Regions from separate parts of the Arachis hypogaea genome. Here region 2 is linked to region 1. Evidence: chromatin contacts called from public Hi-C data. All regions are on one chromosome and are shown on one strand. The core of a region is the stretch at or near the end of the contact, and the rest is flanking DNA. Distances in the headings are between cores, read along the strand shown. Region 1 has its middle 22 kb from the start of LOC112755994. Region 2 holds the start of LOC112755996.

Evidence for each region. A called contact is a pair of places that touch in the nucleus more often than the background predicts.
Region 2: a Hi-C map of an unstated tissue shows a contact between it and region 1, with 2.1 times the contacts expected there. The contact joins the promoter of LOC112755996 here to the enhancer-like site in region 1. A contact is called at or near these places in 3 of 8 Hi-C or Micro-C datasets (leaf and an unstated tissue).

What each region holds. Positions count from the first base shown.
Region 1 is chr6:115,071,266-115,075,739 of arahy.Tifrunner.gnm2.J5K5, forward strand. No RefSeq gene overlaps it. Among protein-coding and RNA genes, the nearest start is that of LOC112755994, 22 kb to the left of the region's middle. Within about 2 kb of position 2,661, at least 1 of the 3 cell types and tissues checked has open chromatin away from gene starts, as enhancers often do.
Region 2 is chr6:115,121,720-115,126,102 of arahy.Tifrunner.gnm2.J5K5, forward strand. It overlaps LOC112755996, which reads right to left and starts at 1,285. Exons shown (of 3, transcript XM_025804372.3): 1 at 653-1,285. The coding sequence starts at 1,096.

The DNA of each region.
Region 1 (4,474 bases), core at 1,411-3,910:
GATCGAGTCCAGCTATTGGATGAGTCTAGGGGGTGTGCATGGTCCGGCCCAATCCGAAGACCCGACTCATACTCGAACACTTTAGCGGTTATTTTGGTGTAATTTCACCGGGTCTAGAGTCGGGTAAGAGTCTCAAAAATAGACCCGGCCATTATTTTAGGTCGGGTTCGGGCCATGGCTCGGGTCACCCGAAGTCGGTCCGGTGGCTCGGTCATCATACACAATTAATATTTTGTGTTATTAGTGATGGATGATGGTTATTCTTATGTGAAATTTAAGTATTGTAAACCTTAATATTTTGTGTTATTAGTTATTATAAGACTATAAGTTAATGTTTTATGTTTAAAATGCATAAGATTTTAGACTAATGTATAATATTGTGTTATTTATATTGATTTAAATATTTGGTGTTATTAGACAATATTAGTATTGATTATGGTTATGCTTTAATTTTAGAGAAGAGTTGGTTTTTGTTATATTTTTCTAAGTAAATTTTACCATGTCAAACAATGGTTGGAGTCTTGAAAATTTGGATATTTTCACATGCTAACTTATAAGAAGGTATCAAGATAATGTAGACGGTCCGGTTTTCACCCAGTTTTTACCCGGTATAATCGTGACCCGAACGTGTATAGATTTCATCGAGTTTATGGCCGGGTTCGGATCTAACAAATATGCCCGATATATATTTCGGATCGGGTCTGGGTCACATCAAACCCAATTTTACCCGAACCATGCACATCCTAGATGAGTCCAACAAATCCAATTCAATTCATTCCAATTACATATTTATTAATTTCGATTCTTTTTTGAGTATGTACAAATAATATTATTGATAATAATGTGCTGTTAATAACTTTCTTTTAGGAAGAATAACAATTAAATGTTAATTTTGTTACAGTTAAAATACATATAAAATTAATTAAGCTCATCTTTGATTGTAAAGTTAAACATAGAAAGTATTATTGTTTATATTCGACTAAAAAATATTAATTCTATAATACAATCAACAAAATTAAAGGAAAAAAGGAACAAGATGAGTGGATGAATATACACGTATAGATGAAAGTTTGTGTCCAAAAAAAAATTAATACAATAATATTAGAGAACCACCATTCAACCAACAATTTAGTCAACAGTATTGGATTGACAAAAAGAATGCAATAAAAAGATAAGAACCACATTTTTTAAAAATTATTCTTTTATTTTCTTTTTCTTTTTTCTTCTTTAATTTTCAGCACTACAATTTTACCCACCACTGGTAGTCTAGTACTAATGTCAGCCACCAGTTGTCCCTCACCATAAATTTTAAATTATAAATCTTAAATTTTAAATTTTATACTCTAAATTAGTTTTATGATAAAGTGATAGTTTTAGTAATGTAATAAAGATATTTAAAATTAAAGAACAAAAAATACTAAATTTGCACTAAACAATTTTTTTTTCAATTTTTATATATAATAAATTTTAAAATAATTCATATAAAATTCCTAGTTGTGTGTTAAAAAAAATTAACTCGAATATATTATGTTTGGCTATTATTTTAAAAATTACATTATGATTTTTTACAAAGAATTAATTTTAAAATATTAATTAACACAATAATATATATATATATATATAATAGACGACATAGTTGAATATTAACAAATAAAATATAATAAATATTAATATTGTGGTGATAATTAATATTAAATTTCTAAAATTACCTCTAGATCAAACGAAAACATTAATACATTATTCATACATATTTGGTTCTAGAAAAAAGGCAAGACTTTAAAAATAAAACAATAAAATTTAAATGTAAGACTTAATTTAAATCTCTCACCGCTAAATCTTTTTTCGTTTTCTAAATCTGTTACTTCAAATATTTTGTTAATAATAAATTATTTTCGGTTGCTAAGATAGTAGTTTTTATTCCATTAATATATACTATCCTCATTGTATCAAGTATCATACATATAGCCAATGAGTTATAGCTCAAATGGCATAATCTTTCCATACTCAATTAAGAGGTTACGGATTCGAGTCTCCTATCTTTAGTAAAAAAAAAAAAAATATCATACATATAAAAAACATTATTGCTTGACTTTTCTTTCTTTGTTGAATGATTATTATATGGTAGTAGTTCCAGCAAAATAAATTATACTGAAGGAAAGTTTGCTTAATGTAAAGTTATAAACAAATATTCACACTTCATAGTTCATAAGAAAATTTGATCATAAATTTTTTGTCACACTTTGTTTGTTCACTTCTTCTGCTAATAATAATAATAATAATAATAATAATAATAATAATAATATAATTATTATTATTATTATTATTATTATTATTATTATTATTATTATTATTATTATTATTATTATTATTATTATTTGTCCTAAAGAGACCCTAAAACAAGAAATAAAATTACCAAAAATCCCACTACAATCAGAATATATATAAATATTTGTTAGAGGAGATTTTTTTTTAGGTATTTTCTATTTCAGAAGATCAATGATTAATTTATCTCAAATTTTTATTTAAAAATTTGTTGTTGGCCAATAAATCAAGATTTGAACCTTTAATACTTATTTAAGTGGATTAGTAAAGATAGACCAATCTATTTAATTAGAGAAATTCTTTTAAACTTAATGGGCCACCATGGATAAGCCCAAACTTGAATCCACTGGACATAATATTAAATGTCGCAAATAAGATACAACGTACTACCGTCCAAAAAAAAAGCTACAATATACCGATTGTTCTAAAAAGAGGCAAAACCTTAAAAAAAAAAGTTCCACTTAAAAAATTTAAAGATATCACTAATGAAAATTCATATCGATCACACATCAACAAGAATTAAAAAAAAAAAAATGCTTATAAAGATTAGAACTTAAACTCAAATTTTTTTATTAATCAAATATAATTGTGCAAGCTTAACAAACCAAAAACAAAAATATTATTCGTATATTAAAATTAGCCACTAAAATCAATTATTAATGTATTTGTGTATAAATATATTATATATATGTAGTTTAATTTATTTTCGTAATGTGTATTTATATTCTAACTGGTGACTAATTTTAATATATACGTAGCATAATCCAATAAAAAAAAGACACATACATTTGTGCATAACAAGGACTCATAAAAAATAAGCTAAAACCCTAATTAATAAGATAATTTCTAAATTAAATTCTTAAAAATTTTTTTTAATAAAATAATAAATAAAATATCATAAATATTAAATCTCGTCCTAAATTCTAACATAACTCATGAACTTATATGTATATTTCAAAAATTTTATCAATCACAAAAATATATAGTAATCATGTTTTTTCTTCACATAAACTTATAACAATAATAAAATATCGAATTATTTATCGCATATACTACAGTTATTTGAATTATAAGTAATTGAATTATAAAATTATTTTTTTATCTCTTTTTTCTTTTTTCTTTTTCTTCTCATCGTTACAATTTTACCCACCATTACCTATCACTACTATCAGCTAATTATTGTCCGTCATCTTAAGTTTTAAATAAAAAATTTTAAATTTTAAATTCTAAATTATACATTTTATATTCTAAATTAGTTTTATTTTTCTTTTAAATATTTTTTAAGTTGATTTTTTTATGTTTTAATTCTTTTAATTTTAGATAATTTGTTAGTTATCAATTATTGACTACTTTGTTAGTTAAAAAGTATTGACACCAAAACTTTTTCTATAGTGTTTTTTATGTTGAAATTTGTTTTAGAGGTCAAGATAGAGAAGTCAAATTCTAATTTTTGTCATATAATTTTTAATATTATATTATGAAACTGCTTACACTAAAAATATTATATCTAACGTAGTGTTTGTTTAGGTTCAAAACTGGAAAGTAAACCTTGCAATGGAGATTTTTGTTGCTAAACATAATAAAAAGAAAGATTATATATATGATGTGAAGCCGTGAAGGGAAGGTTTAATTATTAATTATTTTTTTATTTTTTATAATATTTCTCAACTCGACAAGTTAAAAATTGGTTCGTCGTGAATTTGAGTTTTATTTAAAAATTTATTATTGGCCAATAAATTATTAAATACAGATCATAAATTCAAATCTTGACGGACGAGTTAGCTCACCACTCCACATCTCCAGCGGTTAAATTATTACTTAAATAGCTATCAAATGGGATAATATGATGGCCCATATCCAGACTTTATAGAGTGAAAACATGAGAAGGGTACAGACACCGTAACCACTCACGTCAACTTGACAACCCTCCACTATCAATTTATCTCCTAATTTCTAATTTATATTGGGACTAGTACATGTTAAATTAAGAATAATAAAAATAAATTCATAAAATTCATCACCAATATAATAACCAAAAAATAAATAATCTACCGTCTCATCATGCCGTATATATATTTATTTTAATTTTGAGAAATTCACTCAAGATTATTATTTTTGCAATTATAAGTTTCACATTTAGGTAAATAAGTTG
Region 2 (4,383 bases), core at 35-2,534, 49 kb after region 1:
GAGTGTAATTAACTTCATGTAAAGTTGATAGTTGAGAGACTTTACATAATAATTTAGTCAAATTTATCAAATTATTTAATAATTTTCAGCAATAAACTTTCTGTAAAATTAACTGCAACTAAGTTTCTATCTTCTGATAATTAATAAACTGAGTTTTACTTTTAGAGAAAATATTAGTTAGAGAAGATTAGGTTTTAATAACTAATTGAAAGATTAGATTGATGAGGAGGATAATAGTCTTTATTTTTTCTGTAATAATAATAAAATGCTAACATATACATAATATAGAGAAAAGGACAAATAGGTCTATGACTTTTTGTCCCGCGAATATTTTTGTCTCTGACCATTGAAAAATACTTTTAAGTCCCTGACCTTCACAAACTTGGACGGATTAGTCCCTTCGTCCAAATGCCTCCGTCAGGGACTAATCCGTCTAAATGTCTCCGTTAGGAACTGATCTGTCCAAGTTTTGTGAAGGTCAGGAACTTAAAAGTATTTTTCAATGGTCAAAAACAAAAATGTCCGCGGGACAAAAGGTCAGGGACCTATTTGTCATTTTCTCTAATAAATAAATAAATAAGTAAAGAATAATATGGTACATAAAAGAAAAATAGATAAATGGAGTAATGTTATAAGGCATTTAATTAATTACCGGATTGGGATTAGAATAGTTCTTGAAGCTTTCCTCCAAGATTATAGATTGTTCTTTTGAGAGCCTAAGTTTCTTCCTTTTTGTGTTGTTACCATCTTCATCCCTTGATGATGATGGAGCCTTCTCATCAATCTCAACCTCAAATTCTTCAACCAAGAATTGATCTTTCTCCTTCTTGATTATGATAGAAGAGTTGGAAAACGATGACACTGCACTTGGAGAAGAATTAGAGTCTTCAATAATCTTTGAAGCTTGATTATTATGATTATCATCATCAATTATTGCTGGTCCTAATGTAAGAGATGGGTATGCCTTATTATTGCATTTTCTTGATGGATCATCCTCCTTTTTCTTCATGCAATTCTTCTCTTGATGATGGAAGCCAATTCCAAGAGCAAGACCAAGTTGAAGGCTTGTGTTGGAGACACCATGATCAAAGTTCATGATCACATAAATTATGGGGCATATACTTTAATTAATTTGATGGGTGAAAAAAATGCTATTTGATATAATAATATATATAACAACAAAAGTAAGTGTAGGAAATGATGATGATAGGAATTGAATTAATTACTTGTAGGAGGGTGTGAAGGAATAAGAGGGTTTATGATTGAATATAGGTGATAGGGGGTGCTTTGTGGGGACTAATTCATTTATTTATTAGGCAAGAGATGAAAGACTTTGAGGCAATAATTATATGAATATAATAATAATCAAAGTTAAATTTAATTTTGCATCTCAAATTTTGGCTCATGCGTTGACCAAGAGAAAGTTCATGAGTCACCCTAGCTCCCTTTTCAAGATGGGGTAAAAAATTAAATTAAATTAAAGTGTAGTAAATAATAAGGCTGATTTTTTTTATATGAAAAAAATATTGGTATTTTTTTTTGAATGGGATTATTCGGTGTAATTATAGATGTGTGAATTTTGTAGGAGAGAAGTCAATACGTGGGGAGTGTGCTGGACATGTGACAGCATCCTGGCCAACACGTGGAGGACGTATTGGACACGTGGCAGCATATTGGCCAACACGTGAGGAGCTTGTTGAATGATTTTCACAATACTGTAATATACATCAAATATCAATATTCAATCAAAATACCATCTCTAATTTCATATTAAAAATAATTTTTAAAATAATAAAAGTATATTGTAAATAAATTTGTACCATGCATGATGAGTGTGTATATGGTAGATGGCATACGTGGAATCACGTGGAAAGTGGGTAGCACAATCAAGAGAATATGATCTTCAGAATATTTCAGGCCTTTTATTATTATTATTAGCTTTTTTTTTCTTCTTTAATTAATTTATTTCTTTTTCATGCACTTTCCTCTCATTGAGATTAATTTTACTTTGTCCATATTTTACTCATGGGGGGTGAAAATAGGCAGGTTAGGCAGTTTAGTTAGAAGGCTGCGATCTGGCTTGTATTTATTTGTGTGACACATTATTGAGATGGTAAAAGAAGGTAGAGAATCAAATTTAATTCTTGTGTAATAGATGAGTAGATATATATCTAAAACATTTTTGTGATGATGAATTTATAAGGAGTCTGTGAAAAAATTATTTAGTAAGTTCTTGACTTCTTGAGGAAATTTTTTAATAGACTCATTGATCTTTACCGATGATTATTATATAAAGTGGTTACTTTTATAAAGACATCTTTATGTGAAAATAATATTGTGAACTGTTAGATAATTTAGTCAAATAGGTTTAGTCAAATATATCAAATTATCTGATGGTTCATAATATTATATTCACATGAAAATATCTACATTAAAATAAATTATCACAAAACTTTTTTAATTGTAGGCAATAAATGTATGTATTAACAAATATTTTTGTTGTCAGAAAAGACAAAATAAATTATCACTAAAAATGAATTTTTTTTTCATAGTGATAACGAAACTTATAATGCATGGTATGCGTATATATGTCATGAAATAATACAGGAGGAATGTTATTAGATATGTTATAAAAGAAACTATATCCAATGCAACAATTTAGTTATAACTTATAATGGAGTTAAAAGAAACTTTGTCATAAAACGTTTTAACAAACATGGTTGGGTTCATGAATATATGGTCCAAATTATTTGGTGTATTTGATATGTGTGTGTTCAGTGTTGTTGGAAAGTCAAAATTGAGAGAAGGCCCAATTCACATGTTTGAAGGACAAGCTGGCTAGAAATATCTCTTGCAACAAAATAGAATTTAAGTTTTATTTTCTTAGAGATTAAGCTTGAGAATTAGAGATGATAATTTTCAAAGTAATGTATGAAAGTTGTATTGTAAATGAAAGCTTAATAAAATTAAAGAGAGAAACATAATGCACAATTAGCCAGTACAAAACAATTAGGAGTATTTATAAATTAGATAAAATTAGATTTAACTCAATTTGAACTTTACTCAATAATTTTATCGGATTATTTATTTAGACCTTTATCTTACTATAAATATGATAAAACTCTAATATATTAAGTCACACGAAAATTGAGTCTAAACTTTAGACATATCAAAATATATAAGTTATCATCGTTTACTACTATCATCTTTTTTGTTTCTACTATTCTACTTCTTCAATTCCAATCTCATTATGGTAGTCGCTACTTAGTAACAGTGAGAGGTGACGATGACGAAATAGTGATAATGAAAAAGAACCCTAAAAAAAAAAGTCAAAAACAATAACCTAAATCTAATAATAAAAAGAAGTATTGATAAGATCTGAACAACAAAAAATACAGTAATAACACATTTAAATAAAAAATAAGTAATTAATAAAAGATTATATAGAAGACAAATAATTAATGAAAGATTATAATATTGACAAATTTGATCATAAAAAATTATTATTTTATCATTAAATTTGTTAACATCAAAATTTTTTATGATCAATTTTGATATTTCAATCTATAATTAAGGATAAAATTAGACAAAAAAAAATACTAACTATTAGCTGTAAAAAAATTAACAAAAAAAACATTATTAAAATAAAATAAAATTAAATTAAAATTTAAAAATAATTTTAAAGAATTTCAACAATATCACAAAAATATGCATAAAAAGGAGCGCGGCGAAATAACTTTTAAAAAATAAAACAATATATCAACCAAATGTATGGTCATAAAGATTAAGAATATTAGAATATTGCATCTAACGTACTGGATAGTACGCATGTACGGTCATATGGTTTTTTTAATAGCCGTAATACATCCTTTTTTTTTTTTTTGTTAACTATAATACACTTCATTCTCCTCCATTCTTAATTTACTTTTTTCCTTTTAATATATTCCTGTTGCTAAGACTGTATTTAGAAGAGAAATTAAAATTAAGAGATAAATATTAAAAGATAAAAATTAAGAGATTAAAATTAAATTAAATTTTTATATTATATTTGATATAAAATATATTATATTAGATTATATTTAAATATTATGTTTAATTATTTAAAATAAATATAAAATTTGAAAAATAAATTTAAAATTTAAAAAATTAAATAAAATATTTAAAAAAATATTATTAAAATTTTAATTTCTAATTTTAATTTTTTTATTCTTATTTTTAAAAATATTGAAGAAACTAAAATTTTTGAGAATTTTTGATTATTAAATACAATATTCATTTCAATTTTTAAAAACAAATACTACATAATATATTAGAAAAATTTTTAAGTGTACTGTCATATCAGTGTTTCAGTGATTTTTAATCGTTGATTTTAATTATAAAAAA